Linked DNA regions of Anas platyrhynchos: region 2 is linked to region 1. A link is a contact called in public Hi-C data. All regions are on one chromosome and are shown on one strand. The core of a region is the stretch at or near the end of the contact, and the rest is flanking DNA. Distances in the headings are between cores, read along the strand shown. Region 1 has its middle 14 kb from the start of SLC46A3. Region 2 holds the start of POMP (proteasome maturation protein).

What was found. A called contact is a pair of places that touch in the nucleus more often than the background predicts.
Region 2: a Hi-C map of F5 follicle shows a contact between it and region 1, with 2.5 times the contacts expected there. The contact joins the promoter of POMP here to the enhancer-like site in region 1. A contact is called at or near these places in 4 of 8 Hi-C or Micro-C datasets (F1 follicle, F5 follicle, liver and 1 more).

What each region holds. Positions count from the first base shown.
Region 1 is chr1:185,253,184-185,259,482 of IASCAAS_PekinDuck_T2T, forward strand. No RefSeq gene overlaps it. Among named protein-coding and RNA genes, the nearest start is that of SLC46A3, 14 kb to the right of the region's middle. Within about 2 kb of position 3,723, at least 3 of the 8 cell types and tissues checked have an H3K27ac peak or open chromatin away from gene starts, as enhancers often do. A contact at or near this core is called in F5 follicle, where this site is marked.
Region 2 is chr1:185,290,557-185,296,855 of IASCAAS_PekinDuck_T2T, forward strand. It overlaps POMP (proteasome maturation protein), which reads right to left and starts at 2,774. Exons shown (of 6, transcript XM_027469728.3): 1 at 2,668-2,774; 2 at 1,465-1,562; 3 at 518-578. The coding sequence starts at 2,670. It overlaps LOC140001499 (a long non-coding RNA gene), which reads left to right and starts at 2,846. Exons shown (of 2, transcript XR_011806743.1): 1 at 2,846-3,832; 2 at 5,026-5,675.

The sequences.
Region 1 (6,299 bases), core at 2,473-4,972:
CAGAATATCCTGAAGCCATGTATGTTCTCTGTCAATCTCCAGCCTAGATATTCAGGTGAAAACAACTGTAACTATCCCATCCCATCCCTAAATTTCTATCCCCTTTCAGTTCCTAGTACTAGATTTGACATCAGGGACTGCCTGAATGATGGGTGGTATTCACCAGCCCTTCATTGATTCCTCGGGTGACTCTAAACTCTTGGAGACCTTTATCATTCCTTCTTTATTCCCCATCCTGGAGAGGAAAAACCTCACAAGCGAATGCCTTCTTTCCCATTCTGCGACACAGCATCCTGCATCTTACTGCAATGGCATCTGTTCGCATCCCATTCCCGTAGTGGGAGCGGCAGTTCCAAGTTTCCAAGCCATGCACAGCTTTTCTGCTCTCCTCCAAATAGTGCCATGCCAGCATATCAGATATAATGCGGTTGCTATGGAATTCAGCTTCCCTATTGCTGTGAAAGGCTCTTGCTCGTTTAGCAGCATGCTTCTCAATGGCCAGGGCTTGGAAGTGTCTCCAGCATCTGGCACACCAGAGGCAGCTGCTGGTGCCTCTTCAGGTCTTGATGACCCAATTCTCATTTTCCATATGGCTTCTGACCAAACAACCGCCCATCATTTTTCTTTTTTTCCTCTTTTCTTTATGAAGCGTGATGAGCTACTAAAGATTTTTGAACAGAAATTTCCATTTTTGGAAAGGGAAAAGGCATAAATGCAATCTGTAGCTTTGCTTGCTACCAGGCTGCTCACTGCCACCGAATGCATTTCTGCAAACGCCATGGCACCCTTTGCTGCTTACTGAGCCCGATCTCTGAATTGATGCTGGAGGGTTTCAAAACTGATTCGTGACTGCTACATTGTTGGCTGCCAGGGAAAATATAGCATCCCACTGGGTCAAAGGAACCAGCAGCCTCACCAAAGGAAGACCAGACACAGTGGACTGCCTCTTGCATATCACTGCAGAGCTGCCTGTGAAACCAGAAGAAAACTGGAGGCTGTCAGGGGACATTTACTCAAACTTTCAGGGTCAAAATATCAGGCTCCAACCCAAAATGTGTAAAAGTGATGCCCTCTAGCACTAGGCTAGCACTCATTTCAGCAAAAGAGAAAAACCTTCAGTTGGTAAGCATCTGTGTGACTAGAGAGCACTGATTTTTTCATAGAAGAGATAGGAAATAGTTAAAGTAATGTAAATGTTTTTTTATTAAATCACAACAACAAGAATAATCCTTATCTTACAAAACAAGTTGGACCTGTTTGAGCGAATAACGAGTTGGCAAACCAGGGTGAAGCTTAGTGATGCCTGCCAGCCGCCCACAGGCTGGGTGGTGTTGGTCAGAGGAGGAGAAATCCTTCTCCTGCTGGGGCTGAACCTGGAAAACATGATTCGGAAGAACACCTCGGGATTTGCTTGTTACAGCCTAGGCAGGTCAAAAGTAAGATTTGGAATATTGGAATGGGGTATCTTCCAATCTGCCCCATCAAAACAATACAGGAGGATGGAAAACCCTGTTAAAAAAGGGACTTCAGTGAGTGCTGAGCTCAAAAGTATGTTCAGTGTCTTCTAATCTCTGGGAAGATCTGTGGGGGAGGACAGGGCTGTCCTGGGAGATGAGGGCATGTGGTTACACATCGTTGTGGTTAGTTAGGCAGCCTGCCATGAGGCCAGGAAAGCCCCGAATTCCCCAAAGCAGCTAACTCCCATGGGGAGCCACTGCACTGCTGCAGAGCATGAAAAAATCTTCCAGCAATCTGCTGGTGTAGGAGGGTCCTCATCAGCCCCCCAGCTTGGGCATTGAGGAGGCACAGATACATTTAAAATGCAGATTTGCATTCTGATGCATGAAAGTACACATAACACCGGCTATTTAAGGTGGAAAAGAAAGAACCTGTGTGGCCTAGCATTTTGTTTGTACACAAAAACTGTGTCAGCACCATGGAGGCTGGTGCGTGCATGTGATCTCCCAGCAGACCTCATGGTCCTCTGTTTAGAAAAAAAATAAGAACCCCCCCTCCTGTACTGTCCCTGGGAGATTTTTAATTTGGATTTCTTCCCTCCCTGAAATCCCCTCTTCACCAGGGGAGGTGGTATTTAAGCGCTCTGATGTTTGCCAGCTTATGCCCAGCACAAGGACCTAGAAATACCTGTGTGAATATTTATAACAGCATGGGAAAACGGCAAAAATAATAAATCGCATTAGGAAGGTTCCATCAGTCACCTAGAGTGTCCCGTTCCCTTTTTACTGAGTGTGCTGGTGGGCTTGTGCTCGCCAAAGGGCAGCCAGGGCTTCAGAGGAGCTGTGCATCCTGAGCCGCGCATCCTCTGCCGGCGCAGCACAGGGAGGCGGTGTTGCATTGCCCGAGCTGAAATCCTCTCCGTTTCCCCTCATAACTCAAGTCACTCTTAGAACTGATTCAGAGCAAAAGTCTTTATTCAACCTTCTTTGTTTTACCAGTGGGAGCTTTGTGTTTTCCTGCCCTATTTGGAACAATGTGCTGGGTAATACTTCAAAGTCATTTGGAAAAAGAGAATGTGTGTATCGAGCCCTGAAACTCCTGCAGAATAAAGAGAATTTGGGAACAGGGTTGTGGTTTTTGTGTTTTGTTTTGTTTTGTTTTCAATGTAGATTATGTTATCCGGTTGACGGGGAATTGTTACTGACAGCTTCAGGGATGGAAATGTGTTTGCTGTGGATTAGACAGACTTTATTGCTCCTGCTCCTAATCACATCAGTGTTAATGAATGGAAAGTTTGTTTTGCAGTTGGGAAACCAATTAATCTAACTCTAACACTCTAGAAACAGGACTCCACTGTAAATCTGTTGCCAGTGCTCCCCTGATGAGGCGTGGTGAGCAACAAGTGCTGTCAGAAAGTGTTTCATTCACCGCTGTAGCAGACTCTGCCCTAAGATGCATGCGCTGCTGCTGTATGAATGGCACTCCAAATCTTGAATCATTCATCACAGGAGTCTGCAAATGAAGAACCCAAACTCTGGGGGCTCTCCAGAAGTACTTCCTGAAGTTTGGCTAATCACACGAATTTTTCATTTGGAGTTTGTAATACCTTTGTAGTTGATAATACCAAATGATGCTTTAAGGATATCAGAGGTCGTGCAGCTCCCTGTGACACATTTGCTACTTCTTGTTTTCCTGGAATTATTCAGCCTTTGTTTCTCTTGCAGTACATGTGTGTATCAGGACTGACACAGCAGATAGAGGAACCGCAGAGCTGGGCGTCGTTGGACTTCATGTTCTTCTTCAAGGTCTCAGGGAAGAAAACTGAGATACTGAGATGAGAACCAGCCTTTGGCTCACAAACTATGAATAAGAAGATTTTGTTTTGTTTCTTGCAGTTTGGTTAATTTGTACTCAGCTAATTAAAAATCACCCTTCGCAAAAATAAATCCCATCAATGACTTAATGCCAGACCACAAAACAGGATGTGTAATAATCCATCTAATCCTTTATTCACCTGGAGGGGGAAAAAAATCACATTAAACCAAAAAAACACCGTGATGCTCTTTGCTGAGGCTTGTTTACCTGCAGGCCCTGAAGTTTCAACATTCTTGTTTAAACAAGTTTCACTCCTTGGGAGAAGGCAAATCAAATGCTGTTCTCGTGACTATTCCCACCAGAGAGTGGTGGGACATGGGACATGGGACATGCTGAGTGTTTTTCCATGTACCTCCTCCCCGTCTATGGCCACCCAGACCCACTCCTCAGATCTGTGAGGCTACGTGGGCTAGTACTGCTGAGCTGCCTTTCCAAATCGATGCTGCAAAGCCCCAAATCAGGTGTGGAAAGCAGCAAACACAAACCATTGATCTTTCTGCTCACTGTGTGCCTGTGTCACCCATGTCCAGCTCTGCCGTAGCTGCTAGAAGTCAAGGTATCATTGACTTGAGGGTGGACAGAGAAATGAGATTGTGGAGGCACCTTTGGTTGTGCAACCTGCATCTGGTTATAATTTCTAAAAGGTTCAACTTTGTGTTTGAATCTCCGGCCAGTTCTCTTGCTTTTCAAAGAAGTGTTTTGCACAGAAAAAAATATAAATCCCTGATTCCTAAATTCATCGCTTTCTCCTGTCTCATGGCCACAGCTGCTTTGTAACCTGGAAACCCATCTGAATTTCCTAACTGATAATTTTGTCACGTATTAGCATAATGGTTCACATAAATAGACTGCTTGAATATGAATGCAACCATTGCTGCCACTCTTCACCTGCAGCAGGCATGACGAACGCAGTGGGTCTGTTAGTGATTGTTCATCTTCTTTTGCTCAGCCTTTGCAAAACCTTTTATTTTATTTTATTTTATTTTATTTTATTTTATTTTATTTTATTTTATTTTATTTTATTTTATTTTATTTTATTTTATTTTATTTTATTTTATTTTATTTTATTTTATTTTATTTTATTTTATTTTATTTTATTTTATTTTATTTTTGAGAAGGGATCTTACTGTAAGCAGCAGTGTCCTGATATACCATGTTGTCCCAAAGATGTTGCCATGGCCAAAAGATCCGACCTGTCTTTTTAGGTAAGAGTTTAAGATAAATCAACAGCCAATGCAGGTAGTATTGCTGTTTCTCCATTGGAAATAAAAATCTGAAAGTAAAAAAAAAGTGCTGAGATATTTATACTGCTCACCTTCAGGGTTTCTTTATAAGATCACATGTTGGGCATGGTGTGCAAGTAGGATTCTGAGGCAGCATTTCTCCTCCTGCTCCTGAATGTTTATTATTCCCCTTCCTGCCTTCATACGTGCGTTTTCACAGATTCACTGTAAGAGAACTGCCTGTGTGCCATTCAACAACCAATTCTAGCACTGCAACGTGTGCTCCAGAGTGTCTGCCTGACACTGCTCTCACATCCTTTCGAGATGTATAAAGGCAACAAGAATAGCACCAGATGGCAATGGGAATGGAAATGATACGATGTACGTACGTGATGCGATTTTCTTTTTTTTTTTTTTTCTTGTGAATAAAGCATCTTGTGAAAAGAGGAATTAGATGCAGTATTTATAACAGCCCTTCATAAACATCCCCAAATTCTAAGCAGAAGACAAAAGGCATGAATCATATCACAGCAGGCGCTATAGCTGGGGAAGTGGCCTTTATGAAGATTGCTTCCGTAATTTGGGCTCCAGAATGAAAGAGAGCTGCTCTTACGAGATCTGTAGGAAGTTGATAATGGCTTATTTAATTGTAGTATCACTAATAAAATCTGGGTTTTCATCAAGAACATTTCCTTAGCTAAAAATGCCACGATTCTTCAAGCTGTGGTTTGATCCTGTTAATTTTGTCTATAAATGATATAAAGCCAAAAAGGCAGATTGGGACATTATAGTTTCCTTTAAAAGGAAACTTTTAGGCTGTGGCTGCAAGCTATGCTTTACAAGAAGGTAAAACCCATAGTAAGTGATTTGGTAGGCAGAAATAAAACAATTACTCATAAAACTGAAATTGGAAAGCGTGGAAAATTATTCTCTATAAATAAAAGAGGAAGAGGGACTAAGAGGGACTATGCTGTTCTCTGTATGACTCGACAGCTGAGTATCTCCCATCAATTGACAAGAATTAAAGGTGATTCTCCTGCATCATTTTCCTTGGTTTGGTGATAATTTTGAGTTCTTACTCTAGAACAGCAGTTGGCCTCACTGAACTTGCATTACAGTGTTTGTACCAGAAGAATATCACCACGTTCATAATACTCAAGTAGAGAAAATCCTGAAATTGAAAGGATTTCAATAAGGCTGTAGGTCAAGTGATCTGAAACAACTTGTGATGACTATACTAAATATTATAAGACCCTCTCTATCCCCAGCATTGATGGATACCAACTATCAAATCAAAGGGATCTATATATACCAATCACTTTCTGATGGAGCTGGTTTCTGGCATCTACACTAGAAAAAAATGTTGAAATAAATATAAGTTAATATTAGAATTTAAATGTAAAGTATTGTTATACCTGTCTTCCCCACTAATAAATAGCAAAAAAAAAAATATATATGACAAAGATGAGAGTAAATCTCAGGTGATGCAGTGATGCCAGCTCTGGTTTATACCTAGATTTTTCCTTCTGAAAGCAGGTAGTGATTTTTTGTAAAGCCAACAGTTAGGGGCATTAGTGAGCTGTGCATTTTGTTGCACCCAGAGAGCTGCCAGATGTTCCCTGTTATACCTACAACCACGGGCCAGTAGCTCCTGTAAATTACAGGGCGATGCAGGGCAGCAATGGCCAAATACCCAACAACCAGGTGCTGATTTTACTATGATTATCACTGTGTCCATGATGC
Region 2 (6,299 bases), core at 1,524-4,023, 36 kb after region 1:
AATTTTATTTTTGTTATTTTTAAGTATCAGGACATGTAACTCCACCAAGTGGTGGAGTTGAGCATTACTTTGCTACAATATTACAAGCATAGAATCTAGTAATTTAGTGAAAAGTATTTATGGGTTCACGGTCTGAAAGCCTAGAAATGAAGGTATATGGCAAACCTAAAGACAAAATAGGAGGATCAGCTTTCCAGATGTGGAAGGAGTGCCTAACTACCTAACTACAGAGGCAGCAAACACAACCTTTAAATGACTACACCTTATTAAGTAAACCACAACCTGGAAGCCCACCTACAAACTTGAAGAGTCACAAGTGGGAGGTTAAAACTTAAAGTTGCCAACAATGTAACTTCCATACATGAAGTGCTACTGTTGCTAACCACCTTCATTTTGTTAAAGGCAAGGCTTTGCTCTTTACTTGCTGCTGCACCAAGCAGCCCCATCAACCACATTGCTAATTTAAAATCCCTAAGTAGTTAAGGGTGAAGGAGACTCCATGTAACACTGTACTTACGTTTTTTTCTGACAACTCCAGGGGGTGGCTGGGCAGCAACTCACTTCTCACACTTGTAAAGCTAGAAACACAAGGAAGATTTGAACTTCAAAAACTTAATAAGGATACCAATTTAAGTTGCATTCCAAACTAACCCCAGATACAAGTATCAATCCTCAGAGACACAAGACCCGACCGTTTGAACTATTAAAAAGAATTAATGCTTGATGGTGAAAAAGACAATAAGAGCTATCTACAGCACTGTCAGAAGACCAAAAAAAAAAAGTTAAATTTCAGGCCTATTTTTTCCTCAGGTTTTAAGTTCAACAAAATAGAGCAACAGTTGTTCTTGTCTCCTTTCAGAAAAGGAAAGCCATTATATCACACTGGTGTGGTAACACTGCTGTTCCAGCTACAAGTACAGAGTACGGCACTGTATGGGCTGCTGCCGGGAAAGTTAGCATTCCAGCCAGAGCCAGTACATTAATAAATGACAACCGTATAGGTTTAGTTATGTCCCAAATACATATCTGATTTTAAAAGTCTCCAAGCTTTTGCAGCTGAAATATATGGTGTGTTTTCGGCATACTTAGATACACTGATTTCGATAGATTAATTTTTGTATCAGTGCTGAAATTAACAACTTCATGCACTGCTACAGAACACTTTTATACATGTATATTACTACTAGGATATATTTCATATTGATTAACATTCAGACATCACTTTTCTAAAAGGGAGCAAACGGGTAGAAATCCATTAATACTACCTAGATGTTAAAGTGATGTTCAACAAATTTTAAGCATGAAGGACAATCTGACTAAACACATGGCCTTTAGGCTACGGCATCTGAAAAACACCTGCCAAGAACCTTCTTTAAAAACCAAATGTTTAATACATGCTTTCTTCTTTTATCTGAAGTTCAACATCAGCTATAGCACAATTTAACAACAATAAGCAAAGCGTACCCCCTGCGCAGAAGATCATGACCTTCAAATGATCCAGAAGCTGAAAAATCAGTAATTGGGATACTGTCCTTCAACAGAGAAGCAGCTCCTCTGGAATCCTGGAACACAAAGTGAGGATTACTTTAATAGAACCAGCCTCCTTTTGCATACGCTCTTAAGACCAAGTAAATGAAACAAATTGCTAAAAGGCTTCCCAAACTACTCACACGCAAGCCTTAGACTTCACAGTCCCTTTACAAAAAACTTCCAATAAGTTCTTTCAGAGAGTCTAATGACAGCTAAAGGTAATGATGAAAAAATTGGGGGTTCTGGTTAAAATAGAATTTCACAACTACCCCTTGTTTGTTCCCACCCCGGGCTGTGGGGATAGAAAGGAAGATGGCAAATCATGCTCAGCTGATGGAGCATACATCTGTGAGCATTTATTTACTTCAGTACAGACACAATCACGTAAGATCTAATTGAATATGGACAAATGGTTTAAGGCTCACATAAAGAGAAGTTGTGCTCAAACATTCTGGTACGTTAGTTCATCGAAAGAACAAAGATGAAAGAGTAACTTGTAGCAGAAGATGAGAACACCACACCTCCACTGATATACAACGTAAGGCCATCTTAACCCACACCGCTAACTTAAAGCTAACCTGTTTGGTTTTACGGAGGTGATTTTCAGATTGTTCACACAACGTGCCTCAGCAAAAAAGCACCGAATAATGGCCAAAAACCTAATAGTTATTAGAAAACCCCTAAAACAGCTGTTATAATATGCATAACAGCTGTTATAATAAGCATAAATACATATGGACTTGGGGTGCTGGTTGACGAGAAGCTCGACATAAGCCGAAAAGATCCAATTACAGCCCAGAAACCCACCCACACCCCGTGCTGCACCAACAGCAGCGTGGCCAGGAGGCTGAAGGCGGGGATTGTCCCCCTCTGCTCTGTGAGCCCCCCCCCCGGAACCCCAGGCCCCTCAGGAGGGCTGGGCCCCCCCCCAGGAGCCATCCCCGAGGCCCCACCAAGGCCGCGCCGCCGCCGTGACTCAGCACAGCCCCACCACCGCCCAGCGGGGCAGCCCGAGGGCCGGGGCAGGCCGTGAGGCACCCTCCATCCCCTCAGGGAAGGGAACTGAGGCGGCGGAGCCACCCCCGGCCCCTTCCCCCCGCTCCCGGTGCCGCCGCCCCGCCCGCCCTCCGCGCTCACCATCTTGGCTCCCCGCTCCCGGCCACTTCCGCCTCCTCCCCCCCGCCACTTCCGCCCCGCCCCGGCACGCGCGCGGGGAGGGCCGGGGGGCGGGGCCTCGGGGCTGGGGGGCGGGGCCTAGGGGCTGGGGGCGGGGCTTGGAGGGGGCGGGGCTGCTGATGGCGGCCGGTGGAGGGGCCGCCATGATGGGGGCGCCATTATAGGGCAGGCATTGGGGTGGCCATTAGATGTGTGGCCATTAGGTGTGTGGCCATGCCAGGCCATTAAGTGCTGCGAGGGGCGAGTGCTCCCTGTTTCACCCCTCTATGGCCATTCCTGGGTCCCTCCAGCCCTGGTGCCATGAGATCACACCAAGGCAGCGATGCTTGATGTGATGCTGGCGGGGAAATATGGCCTCAGGGGAGACCCCTGACGGGCAGCACAAGATGAATGTGGGGTGTCAGGGTGTGCTGCCCACCCCGGGCAGCCCTCAGCTGACCGCTGCACCAAAGGGGTTTTGAAAACTTCAATAAAGGCTGCTGTGTTAGTGGGCGTTAATAGCCACAATAATATGGTGACTCCCTTAAGGTTAACTTCTACTTAAAGAAGTCTAAAAGGCTTCCTGGAAGTCATAAAGGTTGCCACAGGTTTTGCTGCAAGGCTCCAGATGTGCAGCTGGCCTATCTACTTTACCTATTTCTTCTGGGACTTGTAGTTCACTGAAGCCCTTTACAGTTTTACCCCAAATTGACATGGCACTATAAGTTTAATACGTGACAATTAAACATTACATCGTGTACACACAAAAGAATGATATCAACAAGAGAACATTATATATGTTTTCATGGCACGCAACTTTGCATAATAGTTTCTCGGATATGCGTACCCTTTAAACTATTTTCCTCTTTCTTGAGCAAAATCAGATCACCACTTAGAAAAAAAAAACACGATCAAAGTTCTGGCCCTTTGTGTTAAGGTCTGAAGCTTAAAGCACAGACTTCAAAAGAATGGGAATGGAGGTTTGGGCTTTTTAAATCAGTTTTAGGAAAATGGGTACCACAAAGGTTTCTCTGATCTTATAATGGGTACTCAGATATTGTGGTGCTGGATTCATTATTATAGAACAGACGTGAATACAGAAAAACAAGTCAAGTTCCTGTTTAACTGCAGCGTACAGAAAAGCTAGGTTTGTCACTAAATGTATTTATTTATTGACTGAGTTTGTTGATCAGGATATGACTAGAGATGAAACATTTAACTTTCAAAGTCATTCTTGCAGGACACAGACAGGATACGGTCACTCCATGTACATTTTTGACATCACTGCAATCCAGTCGAGGCTGCATAACATAAAAGAGCGTACATTGCAAGAAAGATCTGGTTTTCCTTTAAAGACAGGCTTTCACGCTAGGGAAAACTTCCAGACATAAACACAAATCGTGCACATATTTTCTCGTCAAATTATCAAGTATTTCAGATTTGAGGAAGGCTTCTTTTAATGAATCTTACAGCAAGCATCTCAACGGCAGATGGCTGTAGTAGTATCTCATTCCTATCTGTGGCTCTGCTGCAACTTAACACGAGTTACATGAGCGATTGTCAGGCTGACCAAGCCTTTGATGAAAAAAAAAAAAAAGAGCGTGTGGTGAATGATGAGTGCTTCAGCTACCCAGAAGCAGCAGGTATGGCTGTCCTCAATGCTGCAGATGTTTTCAAGGCTGCCCCAAAGCCAGGCTCACCGCAGCACAGACGGCAGCCCGCAGGCATGGCCCCAGGCATGAAGCTGGGCTGCAGAGGCAAGTCGCTGGCCTGCAGCTCTGTCTGTCTGTCTGTCTGTCTGTTATAAGGCATCTTCCAGGCTGATGGTAACGGCATGGAAAGTGGGATGCCGCTCAAGAGGCCGTTCTTTTAGTGTTTGTGGACACTCTAAAATTAGGGTGGAAATAACTACCGCTCCTCTAAAATTACTATTTTTGCAAAGTTGAGGTGGTGAACTCCACATGTTGCTCTTAAAGATAACCTGAAAATTATTATTTTTTTTAAGAATAATTTTTTTTTCCAATGTTTTTCATAGGAAGGTCTGAAATGTGTGAATGTTTTAAATTCTTTTCTGCATGTTTTTTACCTCAACATTTTTGGAATGTCAAATATGGTCTCTTTGATTTAGCTGGGGAACTTCCCTAAGGTTTCAAGAGATATATAGACCATGAATTGTTTTACCTTTTAGAAATGGGGAAAGTACCTACACTTAAAAAAAAAAAAAATACTTTGCTTCAAATGCTCGTTTAGCGATTAAATTGGTATTAACAAACATAAAACCTCATTAAGCTGGGTTTTAGGCAGTCTGACTGAAGGTAAATTCCTGTTTCAATTACTTAGCTGTTTCCTGCCTGGATCCCAGTATGGCATCATTTCACACGAGGTCTATAAGGTCACATCGAAGCACAGGGGAAGAGACCTTCCAGGTGGATTGGAAACTTGTGATGACAGAGGTATATCAGGGCCAGCTGGACAAAGGCTGGAATATCCAAACTTCTACCCAGACCCATGGAAGCCAGCTCCTACCTGGGAACTCTACTGCTATGTTACAACAGTTTTTAAGCTAATATATCCTGCCCCTCCAGTAAAATAAGTGGTAATTTTTACTTCTCCCATTCCCAGAGATTTTTTTTTATTTTTTTATTTTTTGTGAAAGGATGGAAGATACAGAAATACCCATTTATGTACAGCGTCAGTCCTACTTATTGAAAACAAAAGGAGTATGTTGTCCGAGGAAACGTGCCTTTTATCCATAACCTTTAATATTGATGCAGCTTTGTCTCTTTTCAAAATATAATTCTTTTGACGTATCAGTGGGCAAGCTGTTCTGAGTACGTGAACCTCTACCAGCAGAAAACCTTTATCCTGTGGTTCTGGGAAACTCTTTCCCTGGTTTCTGTCAACAGCCAGCTATAACCTGTTAAAGTGAAAGTACTTTTTATTTGTTTTTAATCAAATCAAATAAACACATTTTCTTTGATCTTTAAGAAGTCCATTCTTGTTAACTTGCTTTATACTTTCATGTTTTGTCATTCATTGTAAATCTAATTATTTAAAAAATTATTTTGTTTTAAATTATTAAACCTTTTCTGAATTAAGATAAACAGGGGCATGTTTTGTTAAAGATTAAAAATAAATTTCACACAAAACTGCAAAACGTAGCAAAGATAATAATGTGTAGGCGTCAGAGTGTTCCAAAACAAGACTCTCTAGGGGCTCTTCTGAACACACGGCTACGTTAAAACCATGTTCTGAAAAGGCTCAGGAAACCCCTGACTCTAACCCACCCTTTCCTGAAGCTGGTGAAAGTATTTAGAAAAAAAAGTTACTGTTGCAGGGGGAAAAAAATAAAAGGAATCTCACATATTGCCAAAGCAGATGATTTTTTCCTGTTTGTTTACCAGCAAACTCTACAGCTTGCGGGATTTTCTTGAGTCAAAACTTACCCATCCTCATCACTCACATGCAGCAAGCAGTCCAATATATGACAAAAAAAAAAAAAAGTTCATTGTTATCTCCCAATGAAAAGTTAACTTTGTTAATGTGCCCTGGGATCTAGTGGGAAAATTATGCCAACAACCTCTGTTTCCTTATTTGATGTATAAGTCATAACT